Regions from separate parts of the Mus musculus genome. Here region 2 is linked to region 1. Evidence: chromatin contacts called from public HiChIP or PLAC-seq data. All regions are on one chromosome and are shown on one strand. The core of a region is the stretch at or near the end of the contact, and the rest is flanking DNA. Distances in the headings are between cores, read along the strand shown.

Evidence for each region. HiChIP or PLAC-seq counts read pairs in DNA pulled down with a chosen protein or histone mark.
Region 2: an H3K4me3 HiChIP or PLAC-seq map of embryonic forebrain shows a contact between it and region 1, with 8 times the contacts expected there. The contact joins the promoter of Slc12a1 here to the promoter of Shf in region 1. A contact is called at or near these places in 2 of 115 datasets of contacts at active chromatin or transcription factors (embryonic forebrain and embryonic stem cells).

Annotation. Positions count from the first base shown.
Region 1 is chr2:122,366,560-122,371,525 of GRCm38.p6, reverse strand. It overlaps Shf (Src homology 2 domain containing F), which reads left to right and starts at 2,379. Exons shown (of 7, transcript NM_001374011.1): 1 at 2,379-2,879. The coding sequence starts at 2,394.
Region 2 is chr2:125,150,567-125,155,532 of GRCm38.p6, reverse strand. Slc12a1 (solute carrier family 12, member 1) reads right to left here and starts at 2,933. Exons shown (of 27, transcript NM_001079690.2): 1 at 2,900-2,933; 2 at 1,212-1,802. The coding sequence starts at 1,604.

The sequences.
Region 1 (4,966 bases), core at 1,130-3,629:
TCCACAGCCTGGACCCACACTTGGAGACGTCCTGCTTCTTCAGCACTTTAAAGCCTACACTCACGCTTTTGGGTGTATCTTTTCTACTGGAAGCTTCTTTTTCTCTCAGCATTTATCTTTAAGCCTATATTAAAATAACTTTTAAAACTATTTATTTTTATGTGTGCAGGTATTTTTGCCTCTGTGTGTGTGTGCGTGTGTGTGTGCATACGTGTGCATGCACATATACACAAGATTCCACAGAAGCTAGAAGGTATAGGAGCTCCTGGAGCTGGACTTGCCTGCCGTGGGTGCTAGGACCAAAGTCAGTCCTCTGGAAGAGCATTTAAGTGCTCTTAAGTCATCTCTTCAGCTCCCACTTTTTTGGTTTCTGAGAGACACTCCCAAGATGAATTGGAATTCATTAAGGGACTCCTGCTATAGCCTCTGAGAGCTAGATTATAGGCATATCCACTGCATTTAGTGTTTTGTCTCCTGCCTCTGCCTTCAAAATGCTAGGATTGAAGTGGTGTACCACCAGGCTCAGCAATTGCAGGTTTGTTTTTGTTTTGTGAGACAAAAATTCAGGCAGCCCAGGCTGGCCTCAAACTCAACAAGACATTGTCCTTGAACTCCTGATCCTGTGGCTTCAACTTCCCAATTACTAGGATTATGGGTGTATATCATGTGTCAGTCACTGCTTTATTGCTATAAGGAGACATCAAGACCAAGGCAACTTATAGAAGGAAAGAATTCAATGTCGGACTTGCTTATAGTTTCAGAGGGTTAGTCCATTACCTTCATGGCAGAGAGCAGGGTGGCAGGCGGGCGGGCAGGCAGGCATGTTGCTGGAAAAATAAGTAGCTCAGAGCTTTACATCACGATCCACAAGCATCAAGTAGAGAGGAGGTGGGTGGAGACTAGGCCTGTAATGGGCTTTTGAAACCTCAAAGACCACCCTCGGTGACTCCAACAAAGCCACACTTCCTCCAACCAGGCTACACCTCTCAATCCTTAACAAACGTATGGGGACCATTCTCATTCAAACCACCACCACCACCACCATCACCACCACCAGAATCACTTTATATTTTTTAAGCAAATACCAGTAGTGTGGTGGCGCACACCTGCAACCTCAGAACTTGCCTTGGGAAAGCTTGAGCAACAGGATTGCCATGAGTCTGAGCGGAGGCCTGACTGCAAGGTGACTACAGAGCAAGGGCTGTGCTCAGATCGCTCATCACCCTTAATTTGCATGACAACAACCCCTATCACCCTTTCTAAGATAGGACAAGGGCGTGGTCTTGGCCCAGGAGTTGGCAGTCCATTGCCTTTCCCATCCCCTCCCATTGGGTGAGTGAGGAGACCTTCTCCTGTGGGTTAGCTACAATATCCTCAGGAACCTGTCATCTCTATGCTCACCGTTGCATCAGTAGTTAGTATTTTAAACTGTATATTCTGGAATGTAAACCTCTTAGTTTCTCTATTATACCCCATGAAGTGAGGGGAGAAGGAGGGGAGAGGGAGGGGAGGAGGGAGGGGGAGGAAGGGGGAGGAGGGAGAGGGAGAGATGCTGGCCTTCAGGGCTACAATACTTCTGGTGAACCTGCTTCCTTTCTAAGACAAAATTCCAGGCTCTTAGGCATCATCATCGGAGCCCTGAGAAGGTAAGGGGCTGGTGATTGACAACATTAGACCTGTTTCTCGCTTGATTTATTGATCTGTCTGTTTCTATTCTGTCACAGACAGATTGACAAACCCAGGGTGGAGCTTGAGGGATTTCCACAAGAAAGCAGGGCAGCTGTGAGGGCTGCGTGGGCCTGCTGGGGGCCGGTGTAAGCGTGGATGGGGATTGTTTGTGCGAGGGTTGTAAGCATTTGAAGCTGGCGGTTGGGTGTGGAAACATCGGAGCAATGGGTGTCTCTGGAGAACTGATTGCATGCCACGTGAGAAGTTTGCCTGGATAGAAAGGCAACCTAGGTTTGGGTGTGAGTTAAGGGATAGGAAGAGGTAGGCGGTACTCCCAAGGTGAGGGCAGTAATAGGCGCATCTGAAGAGCAGCGTCTTCGAAAATGTTTGGGTCTTTGGGTTTGGGGGAAAGGAATCAGGATGAGCAGGATGTGCCTGGGGACTCATCTTCCCGCGTCTGACACAAACTGGGAGGTGCAAAGAGCAGATGGGACTAGAGAGCGCCCCACAGGAGCACGGGTAACGACATGTGGAGGACTCACCCTCGGCGCAGTTGCTTCCCGCATCCCATCTACTCCTCTCAGAGTCCTCGGGTCCCCGTTAGGCAGCGGGCTCCTCCCCTCGTGTCACTGACGACGAGCCCCGCCCCTCCCGCCGGCGCAGCTCCGCCCCCTCTCGCCCCGCCCCCGCCGCCCGCGGTCTGCTCGCTCAGTTGGGAGGGCCCCATGCTACTGAGCGGAGCTCCTCCTACGGGCTCCGGCCCGGGGCCGAGGGCGCAGGGCAGCGCGGGGGGCGGCCCTGGGGGATCCCGCCGCGGGGCTGGGGGTGCGGGGACCGGCCCGGGAGGGGGCGGCAGCGGTGGAGTCGCAAAGTGGCTGCGGGAGCACCTGGGCTTTCGCGGGGGCGGCGGTGGAGGGGGCGCCAAACCCGCCCCCCCAGAGCCCGACTACCGCCCCCCAGCTCCCTGCCCGGCCGCGCCCCCTGCGCCGCCCCCGGACATCCTGGCCGCCTACCGGCTGCAGCGAGACCGCGACTTCGAGGACCCCTACTCCGGGGGCCCGTCCGCGTCCGCCGCCCTTTCCACCCCTGCGGTCCCTGGCCCCACTCCGCCCCCGCGCCACGGCTCACCCCCGCACCGCCTCATTCGGGTCGAGACCCCCGGCCCCCCAGCACCCCCTCCGGACTCCGGACCCCCTGCCAGCAGCGACAGGGTGAGTGCTGCGCCGGGCGTGGGTGTCCAGGAGGGGTGGTGGTCTGAGGTCTGGAGATTTAGGGAGGGACAAAGGTGGCTTGGCTGGGACTCAGCCTTTCGCAGTCAGTATTTCTAGTTGACATAAGCTTAGTCCCTGACACGGGGGCTCAAATTTTAACCCCTTTGTTAGCTTCTCCACCGACTAATCTGAGTCCCCAAACTCTGCCCTGTTTCCTGTTAGGGCCCGAGGACTAGGGACGACCTCCCTCAATGGCTCTGTCCTCAGCTTTGCAACCCGTCCAACCCTGATCCTGGAACCTTTTTTCTAACGGGCATGGAGAAGCACCCCTCCCTTCCCTTTGCCGGTTTATGGCCTTTGTGCCCTCTCCGGAGCAGCAGCTCCTCTGCCCTTTGATCTCTTGACTCTTCCCTCCACAAAGCTTTTCTCTCCCCCTCCTCTTCCCCTTCTCCTTCCTCCCACCTCCCACCCGGTCCTGGAGTCCAGGCATCTTTGCAGGTCTGAAGCCCAGAAAGGGGCTGAAAACTAAGATTCTTCCGTGAACACAGCGAGCGCTGGCCTTTGCCTTTCCCAGTGGGATTAGGGGGGGGGGGGGACTGTTGTACTCCGGATGCCAAGATGGGCAATGTCCAGCTCTTCCTGAAGAAATTCACCCCTGGGGTACAGGCGCACTCCTTCCAGTGTTCCCCCAAGTATGAGGACACTCGGTGGTCAGGACCTGTTGCCCAGTTAAGGCCGAGTGATGGGGTTCATTCATTATCTCCTCTCTCTAGGCTTTCCTCTTTCTCAGTCCATTCTGAGAGAGACTGGATCTGCAGGCCCTGGAGGAAGACTCCCAATAGTTTGTCTCTCAGGACATCTACCTTCCTTCTTAATTCCAGTTTTATCCTGTCCTGGATGATAAACAGCTGAAAGCCATCCTTAGTCTCCCTGAATGGGAGGTAGGAGCTACCCCAGCTCTGTTGCCTTCCTCATGTCTGAGAACTCATTCCTCCAGGGCTTGCTCATCTCTCCTCAGTAGAGATCTTTATCTGATTAGAGAGCAGTTAATGTCTGAATCCTCAGGTTTCAGAATTGGGCTTTTTCCGCCAAAAGATTGCTGTCCTGGTAGGCTTGCTGGATAAGAGGTGTGTTGGGGTCAGAACAAGAGCCCCAGATGTGTGAATCATTTCCCCCATGGTTCTTGCCATAGAGCATGGCTGACCATGCCGGCTCATCATGCTTAAGCTGAAGAGGGAGGTCCAAGGGCACTTCTCCCAGGCTGCCTGCAGTCTCCTTCCTAATTGCCCTGGTGTTATGGTGAGACGGTGGTATGGCCCTGTCCTCCCCGTGGACCAGTCTCCTCCTCCCTGGCCACTGGCTGTTGGCCCATGGTCTAAGCTGTCCTTGGCTATTTTCCTTCCTGTAGTGGCTTAGAATGACCTAACAGGCTGCCCACCACACTGTGGGCTCCTCCAGGAAAACATCCTTTTTTTTTTTTTTTTTTTTGGTCAGTTCTCTGTCTCCAAAGTGTCTGACCCAGTGTCCTGAAATGGTGCGTATCCATTAACAGGGTGGCTTAAGGGTCAGGGCTTCCCAAGGCATGGCTTTCCTTTCCTTTTTTTCGAAGGAAGGAGCAGTAGCCCTGTGCACAGACCCTCAGACCCCTCCTGCCAAGACTGTCTGGTCTGTGCTTCAGTTGGGTCCGCTCTGACCTGTGGGGGAGGGGATGCTCAAGAGTGTCTGAGTCTCTTGCCAGCCAGCCATGGAGGCAGGAATGAAATCCGACAGGCTCTCCCAGGAGCCACACAATCTGTGCTTTCTTTGGTGTGTGTGATAAAAGGATCCAGGATGTAGCATCTGAGCTGTCCCATGGGCTGACCTAGGCTCCTCGTTATTCAGAAATCAATCAACTCCCAACCATCTAGGAACAGAATTTGAGAGATCCCAGAGTATTCCCCGAGGAAAAGCGAAGCCAGACAAGGTACCTGACTGAGCTCTTAACCCCAAACCCGGGTGGTCAGACACCCGCAGGGCCTACTGAGTGTACAGTGCAGCCTCTGGACCACCACTCCCGCAGAGCTGTGGTTTCTATACTGTGTACCTGC
Region 2 (4,966 bases), core at 1,684-4,183, 2.8 Mb before region 1:
GAATGGATAAATGAATAAATGAGTGCTTACAAAATAAGCTGTGCATTCTTCATTCTCCTAAAAGCTCAGCTGTAAGTAAATACACATTTGAAACTATTACTCAATTATCTTCCCAGAGAGCAACCATGTTCCACAAAGTGATATCCAGGGCTGGGGAGATGGCTCAGTGGGTAAAGCATTTGCTGGTAGGTGTGAGGGCCAGAGTTTGTGTGCAGGGTCTCCTGCTCTCACACAAAGAGGCTGACAATGGTGTCCCACCTGTGCTTTCAGTACTGAGGAAATGGAGACATGAGGTCTCCAGAGGAGGCTGGCTAGCTACACTAACAGAATCGGCAAGCTTGGGATTCAAGTAAGAGAGCCTGCCTCAGTGCACAAGGTGAAGAAACTAAGGAATCTGCCCAGCATCGACCTCTGCACACACCTGCAAATGCACAGGCATGCACGTGCATGCACAACCATGCGCATGCAAATAGGCACACATGCACAGCACCACACGCAGAGACATACAAAAGGGAAGGTTATTCATTACGAGCTGTCAGAAAGGCAGGATCTGTCAGTGTATCTCCGAGGAAATCTCAGAAGAAATCTAAGCGTCTAAATGAGGTATAGATTAGAGTCTTTCGGAGACTTTGGAACCCTTTTACGTTCTTTAAACAGGAAGTTTGGCCACTTCTGTGCTCCTGGGCTTAAATTTAGAAGAGCCAGGAGCCTCAGGCAAAGGTGTGAAGAGGAGGGACGCAAGGGCTGAATCTTATGCAATTCGAATCTTTCTTTTTAAAATAGAAAAACTAGTCATAACTCTGCTCTACTCTCCAGAGTAGCTGTGTCTTAAGGCCACAATGTGGCTGGACTACAGGCTGGCCCCCACAATAGGAACTATGAAAGCACAATGGTTTGTTTAAGGATTGCTGTGGAATCTTTAACACTAAACTGGAAACGGCGTAGGATTCAGTGTGGCGCAGTCAGCCCAGTGGGACTTGAGTGTCCTTACTGCAAACACCATAGCATACATTGCCTAACTTCCCGAGTTCACTCTGCACTTCTTTCCCAAGTCAGTAAACATTTGCAAAGCACCTGTACAGTTTCTGTTTCTTGGGACCCAGAGACAGCCGCATAAGGAGGCTAGATGGCGTGGACTAGTTCTCTTTGTTTGCCCACCACTTATGATGCAGTGTTTTCACCCCGAGGGAACAGCACGGAAGGATGCTTACCTTAGCCAGCTGCTCGTGGATCTCCAGCAGGCTGGGCCGGTTGACCTTGGGCCCGCTCACGCTGCCTGTGTTGCGGTAGTATTCAATCTTGGGGACGGCGTCCATGGTTTGTAGGTAGTATGTGTTTGTGTGAGAGTCGTAGGCGTGAAACGTGGTGTCTGTTTTGGCAGTCTCTCCAGTTTGGAGAAAATTGTCATAGCACTCCTGATTCCCAGGCCTAAAGCTGATTCTCAGTCTGTTTTGGGCTTCGTCCCCGAAAGAGGTCTCTTCATAATGTGGGGGGTCTGCACTGTCGCCCACGGCTGCCGCACTGCCATGGCCCTCGTTTATAACATGGACCTGAAAGCGACTGGCACTACTGGGCACTGAGTTGGAAGGGATGCTGACCGACATCTTCCAAAATCTACTGTGGAACTACCTATTTTATAGTGGTTGTTGTTTTAATCTACGTATTTCTGCTTTAAAATAGACAATAGTGTGGTTATAATACGGAGCGCTTGGCTTCGGTTTTAGATGACCCGATAGCTAGATCCCTGATGTATTGTTGATATGTGGTCTCCCATGCAAACTTCAGAATGGTCCTCAAGGCTGCTATTAAGAAAGAAAGTTATATTTGTTCCAGGCAATTGCAAACATATTTAAGAAGGGCTGTGGCTGGAGCTACAGTTTTCCTTCATAAGATGTCCAATTTTATGTTTGTTTCACTAAAAATTTCTCGTCTTCAAACCCTTGCTACCTGAGCAAGGAAACGGGACTGGGTTCTGCAAACAGAAATTCCAGGGAAGTCACTAGCATGTGACTGTTGGTCATGTTTGCTTGGAAGTCACCAGGACATTTAGAAAGCATGTTAGTAGTCAAGGACAGTAAGAGAGTTCACGGAGGGTCTAAATGCCAGCATTGCAAAGCATTTTACACTAATGACATTATCCTCCATTGTCTGATACACAAAAACCTTGAAAAGTATATTTTGCTAGTTCTTAAAAAAATCTACATATCATTAATGATAAATTTGACCCAGAAAAACTTTCACCTGTGTAACATGTAAAAAGGTATATTTTAGAATATGAAATTAAAACAAACAAACAAACACCAAAAAACAAAGACTAAGTCTCTTAAGATGATGTTCTGTGAATTAAAAAAAAAATTTAGTAGCCTCTGAAACATTTCATTTGCTCACATATTTGTGGTTTTTCATAATGCTATTATGGAAACCTTAAAAAAATGAGTGTTTGGGATACAAAAAGCAGCCACAGCTCTCAGTAAAGGCTTATGTTCTGCTGGCTCCTCTTAATGCAATGTTTCAGGAGTTCAATAAACCACCTGGTAATTTTCACAATTCTACAGTAAGCGCCAACCTTAAATACTGTCTTTGGGGTAATATTTCTTTGTAAATACCTTACAAGTTGATTTTTTTTTCCAAAGAAAACTAGAAAACGAGAACAATATTAACAAAAGCTTGGCTCTTGCACAGTTATTTAACGCATTTCTTTGGATAAAACAAACAAACAAATACACATAATTTAAACTCTTAAATAATCTTTCCTGGTGAAGTTATCCATGCAGCCCACATCTCTTAGCTTTTTAGAACATTTAAGTTCTCACAGTCCCTGGCGTCTTCAGTCCAGCCCTCAGGCTCTGTGTTTCCACATGATATGAAGTTGAGGCTTCTGCCCAGCCCAGACACTTACCGCCCCATCCAGCAGCCTTCTTCTGAGCAACAGTAACCCACATTAGCGTCGCACACGCATATATGGGGCCTTAGAGTTTAAGCTACAACCTTAGGCTTCTGCTCATTGGTTAAAAACTTTCTTGAAAGCGATGACTTTTCAGTCATTGGCCTGGAATAGTGGGAAAAGCCCCACACCAGTCATTAGCCCTGAGGAACCAACTGTAAGTACCACATCAACTAGTAACTAGTAGTAAATCATTAATCCTTTTAGGCAGTAAACAAAATAAAGTTTCTTTAATTTACAGATTGCACAACAACAAATCCTTCAAAAAATATTGCTTCAGTTGTTTGGGACTAGATAAATTTAGTTCTATGGTCTGCCATTCTGTCTCTGTCTCTATTTCTGTTTCTCTCTCTCTCTCTCTCTCTCTCTCTCTCTCTCTCTCTCTCTCTCTCTCTCAGTAAGAATCGAACCCAGGGCCTCACATATTCTAAGTAAGCGCTCTACCCCTGAGCTCCCCAGCCCATCTCTAACTGTCTTGCCTTGCTAATTGCCTGTGCTGGCCTGAGCTCACTCTGTACCCCTGGAGTCTCACCATCCTCCTGACCTCAGCCTCCCAAGGAGCTGGAAGCAGCCTCTGCCACCAGGCCTAGCTTATCACCTTGTTTTTGATGAGACCCAGTGACCTCATATTGCTCAGCATAGGAACCAAAATACCAAGAGATGGTCTCAATATTTTGTGGTTAGGAAATGTTACCTGAAATTATTTGACCTTACTTACCTTGCCTCCTCTCTGCATAGGAAGTGAGCAGACTGAGGGTAGAATTAGTGAAGTATTAAAAAGATTTCTGCTGAGTGTGAAAACCGCTTTAAGCTGCTCGAGTCAAACCGGGCACACTTCCCAGTGGTACTACTAAATGGCTTTTCTGTCTCCTCGCGGAGGAGCCATTTTTATCACGTCTAGTTTCTGAGTTTTGCTCAGAAGACGGTACGGCTCCAACCTGTGAGCTGGTGATTAAGACGGCACACGCAATTCCTCCTTGCAGGCTCTGTCATTGGTTTTCAATCAGGATGATCGAATGAGTCCTCTTTGGATCTAATAAGAAGCTATTCAAGTGATTTCCAGTTGCCCGGGTGGCTCTGCTGTGGTGTGACGTAGTGATTAAGTGTGAGCTGTGAGTGAAAAATTCTCCATTTCAGTTCTGGCCCTGCCACTTCCTGCCTGGGGAAATTCAGGAGACTCGTTCACCGTGTATGCTTCAATGTCCTCGTAGGCACACAATATGCAGACACTAACAGCATGTGGCCTGCTGAGTTACCGTGAGGCTTACACGAGCTCATTTATGTCTGTTTCTAAATAGCGCCGGTTTGAGCACAGTGCTTGCTTGGACTATTTTAGCAGGATTTATTATCTATTTGTAACTTTGTTTCTAACTCATGATTCTGAGACCAACCATTAAAGACATGGATAGGAATCACACCTTTTAAAATCAAGGGAAAGGTAAATTGGTGACCAAACACAGGATTGAACAAAGGGACATGCAGATGCCGGAGGAAAACCCAGTTGCTGCCAGCTGAGTGCCTTGGTACTAAGCCGAGCTAACGTTGTAAGGTTCTGCCGGAATCAGAATTATAAAGAGACAGCTGTAACTTGATCTTCTCTCTTCTTCTGGTTTTACAGCTATCGATTTGTGTGTTGGGGTGTGAGTGTACACACCGTATGCTATACAGAGAGGTCAAAGGCCGACCTCAGAGGAGTCTGTTCTCCAGGTATGTCTGCCCCAGGGTTTAAATTCGAATGTCAGGCCTGGCAGCGAGAGCCTTTACCTACTGAGTAATCTTGTTAGCCCCTATCTTCTCATGAAGACCACTTTAATTGAAGAAATTTATTTCTTCAATAAGGGGTTGCAACTCTCACTTAGAAGAAGAGCATTCTGTACAGGAGGTCAGGTGTCAGATTCAGGTAGGGGGTGCTGGGATACTTAATAGATCAATAGGCTGCTGAGATGAGGCTGGGACCCAAGACACGTTCTCTTGCCTGTACCAGGATGATTGGCAGCATCCATTGCTCACCTGCCTTCAGGA